Linked DNA regions of Gossypium hirsutum: all the other regions are linked to region 3. A link is a contact called in public Hi-C data. All regions are on one chromosome and are shown on one strand. Each heading gives the region's core, a stretch centred on a gene start, on an enhancer-like site or on the middle of the called end of the contact. The rest is flanking DNA. Distances are from core to core; before and after follow the strand shown. Region 1 has its middle 10 kb from the start of LOC107921149. Region 2 holds the start of LOC107916989 (probable LRR receptor-like serine/threonine-protein kinase At1g56140). Region 3 holds the start of LOC107917328 (transcription factor bHLH53).

Region 1 (2,700 bases), core at 158-2,657, 530 kb before region 3:
TTTTTCCTTTCCTTGTGTATAATGTATTACAATAAAATAAAAAACAATAAAGTTGTTATCTTCGTTTTTCTTTTTTTTTTTTAATTTTCATGAATAGTTAATATTATATTTATATTAATTATTAAATAAATATATTAAAATATTTCGTTTCAATCTCTTTATTCTTAACTTAAATGGAGCAATAGTTAAATCCTTTACCAAATACCCGTTTGGCATAAATTAATTCAAAGGCAAAGTTGTCAATCTTATACTGTTTTTGTTCTTGTATGTGTGTTTCAATGTACAATTTTGGATATATTGGTGGTGAAGTTTTTTAACTCTACATGCGAGTTTAAGAGATAATTTTCAAATGTCTTTAATTGATATTTTACAAAATATAAACTAAATAAATAAGACATATAAATTATATATACATAAATTATCCTATTAGTATTTTCTAAAATATTTTGCATATATATTATACATAAATTATATATATTGTTATTAATATAAGATAGTACAATTACAAGCACAACACAAGGGTACAAATTGTAAGTACAAGCATAAATACATGTCCAATCAACTATAATGACATATAAGATCAACCTAATATAAAGCACAATGGGTGAAGAACTAAAAAAAAAAAAAAAGGAACCATCACTTGGCACACGCACAAGGTGGGGGTAAAGACTCACACATCACAAATGTACATGGTACGACTCAAACATGAGTCTTAAAAACTCAGAATCTCTGCCTTAACCATATACACAAATATATTTATATATAAATATAAATTTTAAAATTATTAATTAAGTTTACTAACTTAACCAAATGATTATATTTTATTTTTAAATAAAATAAAAATGATTAAGATAAAAAATAAAAAATATTAAAAACTTCTATCAAAGCCATAAAAACAAGAAAAATTAATTTAGTTATTAATTTACTTAATGTGAAATTAAGACCAAAATATTACCAACTACCCTAATGGTCTAAAGATCTCACCAATGTTGATTTTTCGATAAGCAGAAGAAGCAATATTCTAGAAAGGAAGAGGTTGAAACTGATGATGTTGGTATTTGTGGTTTTGGTGCATCTATAGTACTACACCTTGTAATATTGTTAAACATGGGTATTAATTAAGAAATAGAAACTAAGTGAATGCTTTGTTGACTTCAACGCTAGTTATAGGAAAAAATCTAGAAAGGCATGCCCCATTTCTCAACAGGTGGAAGGCCAGCCATCACATTAGCCCCACTTCCCCCTACTCGGTCAACATTTGCAAATTTGTGGGCCAATTTTAAATGAGAAATTGTTGCACAAATATTGACTCATTTTATAAATTATAAATTCTTCTGTCCGTAGCATGGGACATGTACGGTTGGACTCTTCCTAATCTCTTTTAATCAATTTAATGTCAAGCCTTGGACTAAACTTGTCCCTTCTTTTTGTTCTTTATTTTATATTTTTTAAAATTTTATGTGGTTGCTTGGACCATAAGGTTGAATATATTATTTTTTTCTGATGGCGTGATTATTATTGTTGACTACGTTTTTCTTTTAAACCCAACGATATAAATGCATACCCAAAGCATCCTATGATATATTTAGCCTTTTGCTTCATCTCCCTCTGAGCTAAGATTTTTATTCTCATTTTATTTGTATAATGATTATTTAATTAATTTTAAAGGTTTAATATGTTAAAGAATTTATTAATATACTCTTAAATTAATAATAATTTTATTCCCTTAATTATTATTTTCATCAAACCACAAAATTTCATAAATCTTTTAAAAAAGAATGAAAGGAAAACACATTAAATTCATGGGAAAAAATATAAAACTGTATGATGTAAGCAAGCGTATATGATAAACGCCGGATAAGTGTATTCACTTCCAATTTAATATTTTCATCTAAATTAAGAAATATGATTATATTAAAAATCAATCATTATAATTATTAAATTAAATTGAAATTAAGAAAATATGAGGAAATTAGTGAATAAAATTTCAGTCAGAAAGTTTATGATATAAATAAAAAAGTAAGGACCATACGGCATCGTGGAAAACCATGCGTTGCTGACCCACTTTGTTTTGCTTTCTGTCTGTTACGCGGATGCGGATCCCACCTCTACAAAGTCTTTTTCTTTTAAAACAATATTTATTCTATATGACAAAAATAAATTTGACCCAAAAAGTTGGTAAACAAATTAGAATAATTACTGTTCACTGAATTGATGTATACTATTAGTTGAGTTTAATATGTTACTTAACGATACTAACTCTTTTTTAAAATATAAATTTAAATATATATATATAAAACATTTTTTTTATTTGCAAATGAATCGTAAATAATAAAAAAGCAAAAAAGAGATACATTACCTTTTTTTTTTTAATATCATCACCTACTAATTAGGTTGTCTTGTAATTTCAACAATAAGATTGAATTTGGGGTTAATTTTAAAGATAATTATTTGAATACGTTAAATAAATAAAATTATTTTAATTTTTTAAGATTCATCATTTGTAAACTCTATCCAAAATTACTATAATTCATTGTATCTTTAATGGATGTGAAAAAGAAAAACCAAATTCAAAAGAAAGAAAGAAAAAAAAAACACTGAAGTTGGTGGAATGAAATAGGAATAATCTTTTAAGCTAATGTGCCTAGGTTTTTGCTTGCAAGAAAGAAACTAATTCATGTGCTTTCTTGCATGATGCAT
Region 2 (2,700 bases), core at 9-2,508, 610 kb before region 3:
GCTACGAAAAGTAGAACTAAAGCAATATGCAAGTGGATGGGAACAATTATAGCTTCAATACAAGCAGTTTCAAGATCATTCAGACATAATGTCAAAACAGAAGCTATACAACCATCAAATACCGTACATGAAAAATAACAGGTTTTCATGGGATTGAGATACCGGATACGTACAGGCGGGTGATATGACAAGTAGAACCATTGCTGAAAGAACAGTCGCACTTGATGAAAGGGTTGTAAGCAACGTTGTCGATGTCGGTGGAGTCAGAGTCGAGGGCCGCTCCACTGCATGGATCACCCGTTGTGTTCCATTGGTCCTGTCGTGCTGTTATTCCCCAGTCTTCAAATATTGAGTTCAATGCTCTCACTGAACTCCCATTCAAGGGTGTCAACTTTCTACATGTCTTCTAAATAAAATTTAACTAAAAAATATTGACAGTTAAAACAAATAACCGCTTCTTAATTCTTAATGAAGTTTTTAACCAAATTGTTCTCGTTTTATTATAGGTATCCAATAAAAACATGATATGAGTTACATTTTTATTAATTAGTTCGTACACAGTTTAATAATCATTTTATTATTTAAAATATATAATTTTTTATATCATTTATTTATATATTTTCACAAGTAAATTTAAATAAAATAATATTAATAATATTATTATTAATATGAATCAAACTACTTTCAATTATAAGACGATATCTAAAGCAAGCCTCCCTATCAAACTAAATGTATAACCCATCTCACAAAAAAATTACTAATAATTTTATAAAATTTTTAACACATAAAAAAATCATTCAGATTCAAAAATAAGCTTTTCATTCATCATATCATCATCGATGAAAATAATATTATAGTCATATTCGAACAACCTGAATATTATGTATCTAATCTCTTAAACGCCATGCAAAGAAGTATGTATCCAACTAAAGAAAGAGAGCTTAGTTGTAACTTATTTCGATTTAGCGCACATGTTATTTCCAAACGTTTGAAAGAGGTAATATAACGAAAATATTAAGAACCACCAACCTTCAGCAGGATCAGTAGTTGGCTGAGATTGATTTTGAGCTTCAGCTGCAAAAGGCAAAACTAAAACACAAAGAGCACATAAACTCAAACCCAGAACTTGTTCTGATCTAAATAATTTCCACATCTTCATCAATCACTGCTTCCAATGTTAATTAATTGTTGTTTCATGTATATGTATGTATCTCTCTCTATATATATATTTCTCTGTTTGATTGTTGAATGAAAAAAAGTTGTAGGAGAGTAGTTAAAAATGTTGCCTTTTATGAATAATTGCAAATTAAGCAACCTTTTTGGATCATAAAATTTGACCAAACCAATATTCATTTATTTTAATATTAGAGTAAGAAATGTCGGAAGGGATTCCATTACTTCCCTTTCCTCTCATACATGATGGTTGGTTTTCATTTGTACAAAATTTTAAATAATTTTAGTTGAATTTTAACATATATTCATTACAATATTGTTAAGGAAATGCTAACCCTATGAAAAAGTCTGACTGTGGATTATCAAAATATTTTAGACGTTGTTATTGATTATTTAATTGTTGAATATTCAACTATAGTATTTCAACGGAGCGCATTGGTGGCGCGCCAGCCATTACATTTGAGTTTCACGTACAAATACGACAATGACACCCGCCCGTCCATGCGTCATGGATGGTGCTATTATATATCCTAAAGTTCTAATAAAAAATTTACTTTTCATACCATGCATGACCTTTTCAGTTTATAAATGTTTTTAAATTATTTGCACCCTGTGCTTTAATTGTCACACATAATTTTAACTGCAAAGTCAACTACCAGTAGTTAAAAGTTCTTATCTGAAATATCTTAAAACTAAAGTTACTAAAATCGAATTAGATTATCAGTTGAATTGATTAGATTGAGAATCGATCGGTAGATCAATTCGGAGTAAGGGTGAGAATTGATTGAGCCATGAATCGCAATTGAATAGGAACCCTAAACCAAATAAACCAGTAAAAATTGGTTGAATCAACATTTCTATTTTCGAGTCAAATTGCTTAGGCAAAAAAAAAAAAACTCTGGAGCCTAATATCTTGACTTGTATGGAACAATAGTTAAAGTTTTTACTAAGCATTCGTTTTTAACACATCCCCCAATATTATTATAAAAACTTATCGTTTAACAACATTTAATGCCACATCAAAGATCTCAATCGATGTTAAATTATCACAAGTGTGATGAATGAAATAGAGTAAGACGTAAATAAAATTACCTTTTCGAGACATGTTATTTTAATCATATAAATTAATGTTAAAATAATTTATTATATACGAGAGAGAGAGAGAGTTAATCCAGGTCAAAATGTTCTTTCAATTTTATAAATCTTCATGCGTTGCTGCTTGTTTTTATGTTTTTAGGAGAAATTTGAGAGTGAAATGTTGTTTTAAATCATTATGTTTGACTCGATTAAGTTTTTATTGGATTCAACATACATTTTGTTTCATATTTTGTTGGGAAAATGAAAAAAAAAAATGTTTTTATAATTTGCAGAATTTTCTATCTTTTTAGAATTTTCTTTAATTTTTTTATTTTTATTATTTTATATATATTTATTATTTTTATAATTCTATATAATTTTTATGTATACAATTTTATATTTTTATAATTTTTATTAGTTTTATTATTTTAAAATATTTTTATATTTTTT
Region 3 (2,700 bases), core at 38-2,537:
AAAATGAAATGAATTACAAAATGCAATACAAACACACCCATCAAAGCATGAATATTTGATACAATATACATGTTAAAACAAAATAAACAAAACTCAACTACAGACACTACAGATAAAAAAATAAAAGAGTTATTTCAGTCATTGGAAGGTAAAGATCATAAAAGGCGAGTGAGTTCATGAGAGAGTGGAGGTTTAAAAAGGGTTGTCAAAGAGATAACCACATCCTTCCGTACCAAGCACTTATCTTCCATGTAAAGCTTCTCCTGTACCTTGGGACTTGTTACCATTTCCATTTTCCCATCCCAACTCCTCTTCTCATTTTCCTGCATTTGTTTTCAACTTTAAATTTAACTCCTCTGCTTACCAACATTTTCATTTACTTATCAAAAGAAGAAGAATTACCGGAAAGGAGTCCATAACTTGAAGGATCCCAGCTTGGGCTTGCAAATACTTGATATATTTGAATGCAGATTGAAGCATTTCAGCAGTGTTCATCTTACTCCCCCCAGGCACAAGCTTCCCTAGCTCTCGAGTCTTTTTAGTAATCTTCCTTCTCCTCTCTCTTGCTGCAATGCTTTGCACTGACACACACTTTTCCTCGCTAATCTTGTTGCAGTTTCCCACTGTTTTCATTCCTTCCAAGTTAATCTGATGATCTTCAAGCACTGGACATGGACTTACAGCAACCCCATCAAAGACACCAGGCATCAAGTCTGAGTAGTAATGATCTTCAATGAGTTTGTGACGTTTGGGCCATGGGTAGGAGCTCAAAGTTTCATATGGGGTGACTTCAGGTGGAATGGAATATAATGTAAGTAATGAAGTGTAGTGATGAGGGTCAAGGTAAGAAGCAGGAAAAGTATAAGGCAGCTCAAATGCATTCCAGTAGCATTCAAGACCATCTGCAGCGGCAAGCTGAGTCTCACTCTCAGCTTCAACTGTTTTTCTTTCATACATTGGCACATCAGTTTGCCAGTCGAAATATGAACTCAAAACCATGGTACGTAGCTGTTGAAAATGCTGCAAAAAAAGAAAAAGAAAAGAAAGAAATTTATATTACAGGAGACCCAAAGTAGCAACAGATTACAGAAAATAAAAAAAGGGTAAAAGAGAAGCTTAACATACCTGAAATAGAAGAAGAAAACTGTCAAAAATCAGTTTTGGTGCTTATTGACTACCTGTTGAGTTTGAGACAGGAAAGATTTTTAGAAGACCAACCTTTATACAAAAAAGAAACTAAAAAAAGGAAAAACTGAATCCGAGAAGAGAGTGGTGGGTTGCGATAAAATAGGGAAGACTTGATAAGAAACGGTTAGAGGTAGTTACATGCGGCAACTCAATTCCCGCTATCACCTCTATTGCAGGTGTCCAATATATTGCTGTATGCCTTACAACTGATATCTGTTTGGATCTTAGGACGTATATTACAACTGATGCCTTACCGTCTGATCAACTGCCAATGTTGGATGGCAGTCGAGGATCGATCCTTTTTCGCTAACTTATGCCACACTTTTGGTGAAAACATTTTCCTGTAAAAATTATATAAAAAGCTAATAAAATTTTAGCTAAAATTAAAACTTCAATATTTTAATATTTTAGATTCAAGTATATAGTTTCTTTTTCTAAACTTATTTAGGTTGTGTTTTTTAAAATTTTAAATTTAAAGGTAACATAAAAATATGAAAATAAAAATAAAAATATCAATTATCATTTAAAATAAGAGGTATATTAATTTTTTGTGCTACCAATTAACACAAAATGGGTCAAGAATTTTATAAGCAGTATAGATATTACTAAATTTGAAGGTAAAATTGATGCCTACATCTAAATAAATATTTACTTCTAAATTCAAAAGCCGAAAAAAAAACATAAAATAAAATATGAGTAAAGACTATAAACAGATATTTGGGGACAAAAAAGATGAAAGAGTCGAATGGATAGTGAGGAATAGGAGGATACGTTAGGTAGCTGCCCAACATATGTTTAAAGATTTAGTTAATTAATTATTATGCAGCTATATCAGGATACGAATTGCCAATCAATCAGAAGAGTTCATAAAGGAATAACACAATGTTTAAATATATTTTATTTAACTGACAAAACTAAAGGATCGCGTGGCCTAATGGATAAGGCGCTCGCCTCCGGAGCGGGAGATTGTGGGTTCGAGTCCCATCGCGGTCGTTTTTGCATTTATTTTACAAATTTGAAATTTAGCTATTCTATTTTCAATTCTTGAAATTTAGTCCCTCAGTTCTTTTTTTTTGTGAATATACCTCTTAAAAAAAAACTCAAGAAAAATATATCTTAAATCTCAACTCTCCTTTCAAACCAGTAAAGAACCCCAAAAACCATTTGTCTAACTAAATATGTGAATTTAAACTATTTTTTTGTATGAGATTAATGTTAAGGGTATATAATTTTTGTTTGAAGTTGATAAGGGTATGTAATTGATAAAAGGAGTCAGATAAAATTTCATCACTAATTTTTGAATTGGTAACTTGATATTTTCTTTATTCAATTAAAAAAAAAATCTATGATTATTGTAATTTCTAGAAGTAATCACAAATTGTCACACAATTGAAGTCTTTTTTCTTTCTATTTTTTAAAATATTTATTGATTGACTTGCAAGTAATCAAGAAAATTACAAACTTCAATTCATACATATTTTGAGTTATTCACAAATTAGCATGAAGAAGAGT

Evidence for each region. A called contact is a pair of places that touch in the nucleus more often than the background predicts.
Region 1: a contact with region 3 is called in a Hi-C map of leaf, with 2.4 times the contacts expected there. The contact joins the enhancer-like site here to the promoter of LOC107917328 in region 3. A contact is called at or near these places in 2 of 34 Hi-C or Micro-C datasets (both in leaf).
Region 2: a Hi-C map of leaf shows a contact between it and region 3, with 1.9 times the contacts expected there. The contact joins the promoter of LOC107916989 here to the promoter of LOC107917328 in region 3. A contact is called at or near these places in 3 of 34 Hi-C or Micro-C datasets (callus and leaf).

Annotation. Positions count from the first base shown.
Region 1 is chrA01:16,395,089-16,397,788 of Gossypium_hirsutum_v2.1, forward strand. No RefSeq gene overlaps it. Among protein-coding and RNA genes, the nearest start is that of LOC107921149, 10 kb to the right of the region's middle. Within about 2 kb of position 1,408, at least 3 of the 9 cell types and tissues checked have an H3K27ac peak or open chromatin away from gene starts, as enhancers often do. A contact at or near this core is called in leaf, where this site is marked.
Region 2 is chrA01:16,313,559-16,316,258 of Gossypium_hirsutum_v2.1, forward strand. LOC107916989 (probable LRR receptor-like serine/threonine-protein kinase At1g56140) reads right to left here and starts at 1,259. Exons shown (of 24, transcript XM_041111890.1): 1 at 1,030-1,259; 2 at 174-366. The coding sequence starts at 1,159.
Region 3 is chrA01:16,925,566-16,928,265 of Gossypium_hirsutum_v2.1, forward strand. It overlaps LOC107917328 (transcription factor bHLH53), which reads right to left and starts at 1,288. Exons shown (of 2, transcript XM_041111910.1): 1 at 1,126-1,288; 2 at 72-1,020. The coding sequence starts at 999. The coding sequence ends at 373. It overlaps TRNAR-CCG (transfer RNA arginine (anticodon CCG)), which reads left to right and starts at 2,109; the gene lies at 2,109-2,181.